Regions from separate parts of the Mus musculus genome. Here region 1 is linked to region 2. Evidence: chromatin contacts called from public promoter capture Hi-C data. All regions are on one chromosome and are shown on one strand. The core of a region is the stretch at or near the end of the contact, and the rest is flanking DNA. Distances in the headings are between cores, read along the strand shown. Region 1 has its middle 43 kb from the start of Gm38137. Region 2 has its middle 30 kb from the start of Cd28.

Region 1 (3,925 bases), core at 1,208-3,707, 110 kb after region 2:
ATTTCTCAGTAAATGGTGTAGGGTCTACAGGATATCCATACAGGAAAAATGAAAACAAACAACAAAATAAAAACATATCTTGGCTTTTGTCTCACAGTCCCAAATCTAACCCTAGATGAGTCACCAATCTCAATTCGAAAAGTAAAACAGAAAGATTGTGGGAATAACAAACCTTGTGATGGAATCTAAGGGCTGTTCCACTAGACAATTCACATCTATATAATACACTGGTCAAAAGCTCATGACAGGCTAGGTGTGGTGCATGCCTTTAGTCCCAGTACTTGGGAGGCAAAGACAGGGGAAGCTCTGTGAACTAAAGTTTAGCGTGGTCTACATAATGAGTTCCAAGACAGCCAGGGCTTCACAGAGAGACCCTGTCTCAAAACAGAAACAAATAAACCTTCTGGTCTGGGAAATGATAGGCCTTAATGGGGAGCTTTCTACCATTGTTTTGTTTAATGGACATGTTGATGTGTTTTGTATATATTTATATTTATGTCTATGGGTTAGTGCTGCTCTCAACTGTGGCCAGAGAAGCTTCCCACTGTAGAAGTCAATGCAGAGACACATTAGTGGTCAAAGCACTGAGAATGAGTGACTGCTGTGTGCTCAGGCCTAGGTGGGGCAACTACATCATATCATACTCCAAGGCTCAGGAAAGATGGTGGAAGAATGCCTGGAGAGAGAGTAAGAGCCAGAAGATGGGAGGCCTGCTGTGAAATGCCGACTTCTGGTCATGACATGGCTGTTGCACTAATGAAGTCAGTGCCTAAGATTCCCCCAATAAGCCAGTACTCCAGCAGGCAGCACTAATTAGACCAAGAGAGTTATAAAGGCAACTGAGAAGGCATGGGAATGCAAGTGGGATATGCTGCCAAGTGAGTGGGGAGCGTGGGAGAGAATTGCTGGGGTGTATATGATCAATGTACATGCATATGAAACTGTCAAAGATTAAATAAAAGATTAAAACAGAAAACAAAGACTTTAAGAGAAAACATAGAGAATCTCATGATTTGGAGTAGACAAACATTTGCTGGAAGAGTCATAACATGAAAAAAATTAGTTAGTAGGACTATGTTAAAATTAATAAATTCTTTGATATCTTTCAGAGGCTAAGGCAGCAATCTGAGTATGAAGTATCACTTTGGAATGAGAATGGCCTCACAGTAGCTATCACAACAATGCGAGTGAATCCCAGAGCTACAACTGGGCAAAGAGAGCACACACTGTGACTGCATTTATATAAAATCATAGGAGTTAGGTGGCGCTGCTGGAAGACGGACCTGCCAGTTACTTTTCTCACTGCTGGGGCTAAAGCAGCTTAAAGAAGGTTTAGTTTGGCTGCTGGTTTGAGGAGGGTACAGTTTATCATGGTGGGACAAGCAGGGGAGCTGAGAGGAGAGGAAGCACTGAGGAAGCAGACAGACAGACAGACAGACAGACAGACAGACAGACGCATTCGGTGCTCAGCATGTTTTTACCTTCACATTCCATTCAGGACCCGGGGACATGGCGTGCTGTCACAGTGATTCTAAATCCTGCCAAGTTGAAAAATCAAGATTAACTACCATACCAGAGTAATTTTTATCCTTGGGCAAACTATGGCTAATTGGGGGGTTGGGATGATGAAGTTTTGGGGGCTCTGGGTCAGACTCTTCTTTTGGTTGGTTACCAATGTGCATTTAGTGTGTGAAAAATCTGTTGAGTTGTGAATTGGACTTTGCAGTGTCCTGCAGGTATGTTAACTCATCAACGAAACCTTTGACAATAAGGACACATATGTAGTTTTGAGCTGAAGTGCAAATGAGTGAATTGCACAGCTGGGGAATCTATGTCACATGTTGCTAAACATAAGGCATCTTAGAAAGCACTTCTAAAAAAAGTGGCAGTTAGGGAGAAGAAAAGACAAAAGAAGCAAGCATTGCAGTGTTTTAGACTATCATCCACCTTAACAGAACGTCTGAAATGGAATACTTTTTTTTAAAAATTGGTTTATTTAGCTCTCAGTTTTGGAGGGTCAAATGCCAAAATTGGGGGGTGCTTTGCTATTGACTTGTGGTGAGAGCCCCTATATCACACCACAGCAGAAGCACATGGAACACAGAGATCCTGTTGCAGGAAACCAGGGTGTTACTTAGGTGTCAGGCTGCTCTTTTGTAACAACTCACAGGAACTACCCAGAATCCTACCAGAATTCTGTAATCTCTTCTGATGTCAGTGTCCTCCCAGTGACCCAATTACTGCAGCCCTACCCCCAGAAGTGCCTTCTAAGAAGCTTCTAACACATGGACATTTGGGGGACCCACTCAATTCATATTCATGCCACACTATTTAGTCTTGTCCTATTAGCATCAGGACACATTTGGAGATTTGTGTTCAGTTCTAGATATTATGTTGTAAGAGTGCCATTGACAAGTTGGCATATGCCCAGACAGGGAAACCCCAGAGCCACATGCACGAGGTCATCATAAGTCCAGAGTCTTTCTCGTTTAGAATAACAAACGATGGCTTCTCACTCAGCTCATGGTCTGATAAGTGACAGGTAGAGATCTAAGTGGCCCCTCATGGATTGGAATGTCTTCCCTTATTTAGCTTCTAACCCCTGCCAGGTTCTTCTTAGAGCTCACCCACTGAATCTTCTACACTAACAGACCAGTGAAAGGGAGCAAAGAGGACATCATGGGACACTATTGTGGGACACATAGAGCCTCATACACCCTTTACCCCCCCCCCCGACTCTTTGTTGTCCAGAAGATCTCAAGTAACCCTAATCTAGTACTCCTGTGTAAAGCCTACAGCTTTCCTGTATGCCCAAGTAGAGGGATGAGAAAGCAGTTAGGTGGCTCAGCCTCAAATAATGATAGGTTTAAAGTCATATGGGAAATAACAGAAGGAGCGAGACAGTCAATCAGGAAAAGTCATAGCTCACCTCGGACATTCGAAAGGGGGCTCATGATTGCTTCCTTAATCATGTGAGCGCCACTGTGTGGAAGAAGGCTTCGACTTATTCTGGGTAGCTTTATGGCAGAGCTAAGAGAACAACTGATATCATTTTGAGACAAATTTCAGTCTATTTAGTGTAAGCAAGAAGTTTGCTGTCTGTAGAGCTGTTCATCTCACAGAAGGTTAATTTGTGAGCACTGGTGAAGGAGGAAGCGCTAACTATGTGCTAATTCTCAAACTCTTAATCTAACGTGGGGTAGTATTTTAAATATTCATGCTTTGCTGTAGAGGAAACTGAGACTTAGAGAGGCCATGCCACTTGCCCCATGGCACACAGATGTTAAAAGGCAGAGAGAGGATGTGAATTCTGCGTCTTCTGACAGCGCACCAAAGCCTCCACCCTTAAACCGGCTGGCATGTTGCTTTCTGGGGCTTCTGTGTTGGGCAGTGTGGAAGAAGGGTCAGTGTGGATATGGAACTGGACGGAGATACAAGTTGTTTTATGACAGGACCGTGTAAAGAAACTTCTGGGAATGTCAAGGGGCCCTACTAAGCAACTAGTGCTTTTGTGCTGGAAGATGCAGAGAAAAGCCAAAGATGGAAACAGCCCAGTCCTAAAATCTGCCCTGTTTGTATGGCTGCTGTCACGTGAACATGGCCAAAGCACACAATACTCTTGAACGTGATGTGATGCCTTTATGAACCCTCCCTCAAAGTGTTTAGGGGTAACAAAATGACCTGTGGTACAATTTCATGTACATGAGCCTTGGCTTCTGCTAGAGCAAACCTTTGTTGAGTCACTGCCCAGGAACGTTGCTAGGTGTTGGTTGGGTGCTCAACGTCTCCCCCTGCAGGGTGTGGAGGGGGAAGCATCTCCCTGAGCTACCTGTAGTAAACCGCTCACACTCAGTTGTAGAGAAGCAGACTCTGGAAGCCAGAGTAATTTTGTCAGGTAACCATGGAGACACTGTGTTACCCTTGA
Region 2 (4,169 bases), core at 489-2,988:
TTTTGTGTTTGGTTTTTCCCTATGACCTGATATATATAAAACCATGGCTGGCTTGGAACTCATTATATAGATGAGGTTGACTTTGAATTTACAGTGATCCTCCTGCCGCCTGCCCATGTAACAATAGTATAGGCACGAGCCAGCCATGCCCAGCATCCTTAAAGAGATTTTTAACAAAGGGACACCTTTCAGAAGTGTGGAAAGGGTTAATAGAGATAACATGAGTATGGGAGGACCAAGGAAACTAGGCATGTTGGAAAGCTGTTACTGCTCTTAGACTTGAGGGGACATTGGGGACAAGTGGGGAGAACCCAGCAAGAGCTAGATCTGCAGAGAGGGCCACACAGTCAGAGTGAGAGCTATGTAGAGGTTTGCCATAAGTGTCAAACCTAGTCAGTCAGGGCAAGGGTAGACTGACAAATGCTTAGGTTTCTCTCCTCCTACCCACAGAGTCTCATGTAATTGATGGAATCCAAACAGAAGGCAAAAGGTTCAAGAGAGTCCAGGTTATACTGCCCAAAGTGGTCAGAACAGGTCAAACCTGGTCTCTTCAATTCTTCAGTACTGCCAAGGTCTGCCTTTCAGTTTCTCCCATATGCAACACTTCATTAAACTCAGGAAAAATTAGAAATCTGAATTTTTTACTTTTTCCAAGACCAGGATCCTGATACATAGTTCAGGTTGGCTTTGAACTTGTGGTCCTCCTGCCTCAATCCCCTTGCTTCTGGGATTGCAGATGTGTGCTACCATCTGGATGCAGAACTAGTCCTCCTCCTCCCCTTCCCTTTCCCCTCTCCTCCCCCATCCCTCTCTGTTTAGTCTTAGAGGCACAATGAGCAGGACATGTTGAGAAACGACACACTGAAGGGCAGATGGAAGTCAAACTATCCTGCTTATGACTGATCAGTTTAGGTTGCAGGGAAGAGCTCAGTGTGGGGACCTGTGACTCTGCCAGCACCACCTGGAATTCATCTTTCCCAGTGAGACCCAGAGACAGCACCAAAGCTAGCTCTTGAAGGAAAACAGAGAATAGTTGCTTTCTTTTGGGGAGGAAAAATGTGGGTCTGCCCACTAAGATGAAGCTGGGAATGTAGGGTTTGGGTTATACCCTGTGAGGGCATCTCTTGCCTAAGAGGAAGATGGCTGGAGCTGGGCCACAGATGCCTGGTTATTCTTCTTTAGTGTACACAGTAGAGAAGTCCCACTAGTGCACTGTAGCAGACCAGCCGAGGACATTGTCTTTCTTACCCTGTTTCTCTTGCCTTCAGGAGTCAGGCACACTGGGGACAGGAATACACAGATGAGTGATTTTACTCTAAGTGAGAACACTAATAGTTACTGAAGATGTTCTTTAAGGATGGATGTGGCTTTCATCCATTTGTCACGAGGTTTGCACAGCTGACACTCTAATGACCTATTATTAACTGGGCTTTGGCGATGGTAAAACAGAAGCTTGGCCAAGTTAAGGGACTTGCTCAGAGCCACAGAAACGAGCTAGCGGCAGAGCTATGATTCAAATCTAGACAGTTTGGCTGCAGAGCTAGTGTTCTTAACTCCTTTCCATGTCCTGGAGACAGGCCTGTGAACAAATAATTACAGTGTAATGAATGAGGTAAGTGCTAACGGGGCTGTGTGGAGTAGAGGAAGGAGTGACAGCCGATCTGAGAGTCAGCCATTTGTACAAATTCCCTTGCCCACTGCCAGAAATGAGCACAGCAGAGTCTTTTTAGGACTTGCGTTATTATTACATAGGAAGAGCCTCAGCTATGGAGGTCAGCTCATGCTGCTCTGCTGCCTGGCTCATGCATAGCAACACTTAAAACAATTTCTTCCTGATACTCTGGATCCCTTCCAAGAGTTTTGTTCCAGTTTTCGGATAAGGCAGAAACAGGAAAAGGATGTGCTAATGTTTCCTGACCTAGGTTGGACTTTGGAATAGGTTTGTAATTAAAATATTGTTAAGGTTCGATGGCATGTATATACATTATCTGTATTCTGTATTTATATAAATATTCTGTATTTATATGCCCCAATAAATGTGCTGTAAAAAACAAAACCCATAAACACCAGGTGTGAGACTGGTTAAATCTTCCCATTTCTGTGGTTTATAGGTCTATGTTGAGTATAGGTTGTTTATTAATATTTCTTACCTCAAGTATCTTTTCTTTCCAAAACAGTAATGATTTAGTTGCAGTATATCATGATTTCTGCTAATAGCACAGAAACAAATTTACGTCTTTTTCTCATTCCTTTAGGAAGAACTTGTATCGATGTGGTTTCCACTACTGCTTTGCCTTTCAGAGGTCTTTGAGCTATTGAGCATCCATATATTTGGTTCTTAAATTACTTGATATTCGAGTATCGTTCGTTTATTTGGCCAAGTAGATACTCGAAGCAGGTGCTGTTCATTGCCGCCAAGCACTGGCCCATTCATGCCAGGATGTTAAGCACATCCTGTAGCTTGGTGTAAACACCAGGTGGGATTCTAATCCACTCACCAGAGAGTCTTCTTCCATTCCTCCTCAGTGAGTGGAAGCCAGAGGGAAGTCCCAGTCAGGAATTCTCTGTGCCTTTAGAAGTCAGCAACTCCAAAGGACACAAGAAGGGAACTGGCCCAGTCACTCCCAAGCCTCCTCTGTACATAGCTTCTTTCTTGGTACCATCCCAGAAGCTCTCAGAGAAGTTCCAAGTTGACATGTAAGTCCTTTCTTGGACTAGTTTACCTTCAGTTGAAGTGTGGAGACATTCTCTTTCCTTTCCAATGTTGAAGTTGTCTGGGAGTCACCTTGGATAATTCTCCTATTATGTATAGGGAAAGGAAGACAAAATGAAACAAGGTGACCCTCACAACCATGGGGTCAATAGTTGGGTATTGTGGTCATCAAGGTAGACTCCAGAGGTAAGAGCAAGCTTGCTTACACATCTGGCCAGATGTTATCACACAGTTGTGCACAAGAACCCTGGCTCCATTCTTTAGGATCTTTCATGCCTTAGTATGTCAGTGGATCCAACTAACACAGGTCTAATGAGCAGAGTAATTTGGGAGGGATGGGTACTACAACAGTTATGTAAGACAAGAGGTTATGTCTTCTGATAACATATCTATCATTAAGTGAAACAATCAGAAAGCTGAGGAGTGTGGTAGACTCCTGGATGTCTCTTGGTATTGATTTCCATTTTGTTCATTATCATTGAATTCTGAGTATGGAAATGGGAACGACCATGAAGCTACATTGGTCATGTGACTAAGCATTCGTCGATAGGAAATAAGCAGAAATACTCCAGTTTCTGGCTTGTGGCCTGAAAGAGAAGAGTGTGGTGACTTGATGGAAGGTAACTGAGTTCCTGATTCTTCAGTTGACATTTTGAGTCCTGATCTGACCTGCTTAGTTGCAGACTGTTGAAAGAGGTAGGAAAACACACCATTGTCTTTAGCTCCAATCAATTTGGGTGCTTGTCAGGTAGTCCCGAAAGGCTTTTCCTCCCTTTCCATTATCTATCTATCTATCTATCTATCTATCTATCTATCTATCTATCTATCTATCTATCTAATATTCTGATCACTGTCCTCACCTCCTCCAGTTCTCTTTCACAAGGTCCCTCCCCCATACCTCTCCCCATCTCCTCTGAGAGGGCGGAGGTCCCCCTGGCTATCTCCCAACCCTGGCACATCAAGTCTCTGCAGAGTTAAACACATCCACTCCCACTGAGGCCAGACAAGGCAGCTTAGTTAGGGAAATGAGATCCAAAGACAGGCATCAGATTTAGGGACAGCCCCCTGGCTCCAGTTGCCCAATGGGCTTTTATACCAAGGGAGTGACTTGGGTGTTCAGTAGATTAGTGTCACCTTCAACTGGGAACATGGCCTTATGGCTCCAATGCTTCTGTTTTCTGCAGGTAGCCAGACTCCTCTCACAGACAGTTTGCTTGGAATCCTCTACATTGCTGTCTTTGGGGATTCTATAGTGAAAGAAAGGGACATACATGGTAGCAGGTTTCAGTTAGCTTAGGAGTGGACATCTTGATCTTTCACTAGACTCAGAAATTTCATTCCAAACCATCACTCTTTTAAACATCGCTGCATTTCTCTGGTGCACCCTAGGATGGATACATGCAAGAGCAGAGCTGATTTCTCAGCCATGACTACTGTGTTTGAATCTGTTGCTAGG

Evidence for each region. Promoter capture Hi-C pulls out the DNA fragments that hold promoters and counts their contacts.
Region 1: a contact with region 2 is called in a promoter capture Hi-C map of liver. The contact joins two enhancer-like sites. A contact is called at or near these places in 3 of 39 promoter capture datasets (the C10 cell line, frontonasal cranial neural crest and liver), 1 of 15 datasets of contacts at CTCF or cohesin (CD8 T cells), 3 of 484 Hi-C or Micro-C datasets (CD8 T cells and regulatory T cells), 3 of 115 datasets of contacts at active chromatin or transcription factors (embryonic stem cells and heart atrium) and 3 of 9 other capture datasets (adipose tissue, liver and pancreatic islet).

What each region holds. Positions count from the first base shown.
Region 1 is chr1:60,819,349-60,823,273 of GRCm38.p6, forward strand. No RefSeq gene overlaps it. Among named protein-coding and RNA genes, the nearest start is that of Gm38137, 43 kb to the right of the region's middle. Within about 2 kb of position 2,458, at least 21 of the 459 cell types and tissues checked have an H3K27ac peak or open chromatin away from gene starts, as enhancers often do. A contact at or near this core is called in liver, where this site is marked.
Region 2 is chr1:60,714,268-60,718,436 of GRCm38.p6, forward strand. No RefSeq gene overlaps it. Among named protein-coding and RNA genes, the nearest start is that of Cd28, 30 kb to the right of the region's middle. Within about 2 kb of position 1,739, at least 39 of the 459 cell types and tissues checked have an H3K27ac peak or open chromatin away from gene starts, as enhancers often do. A contact at or near this core is called in liver, where this site is marked.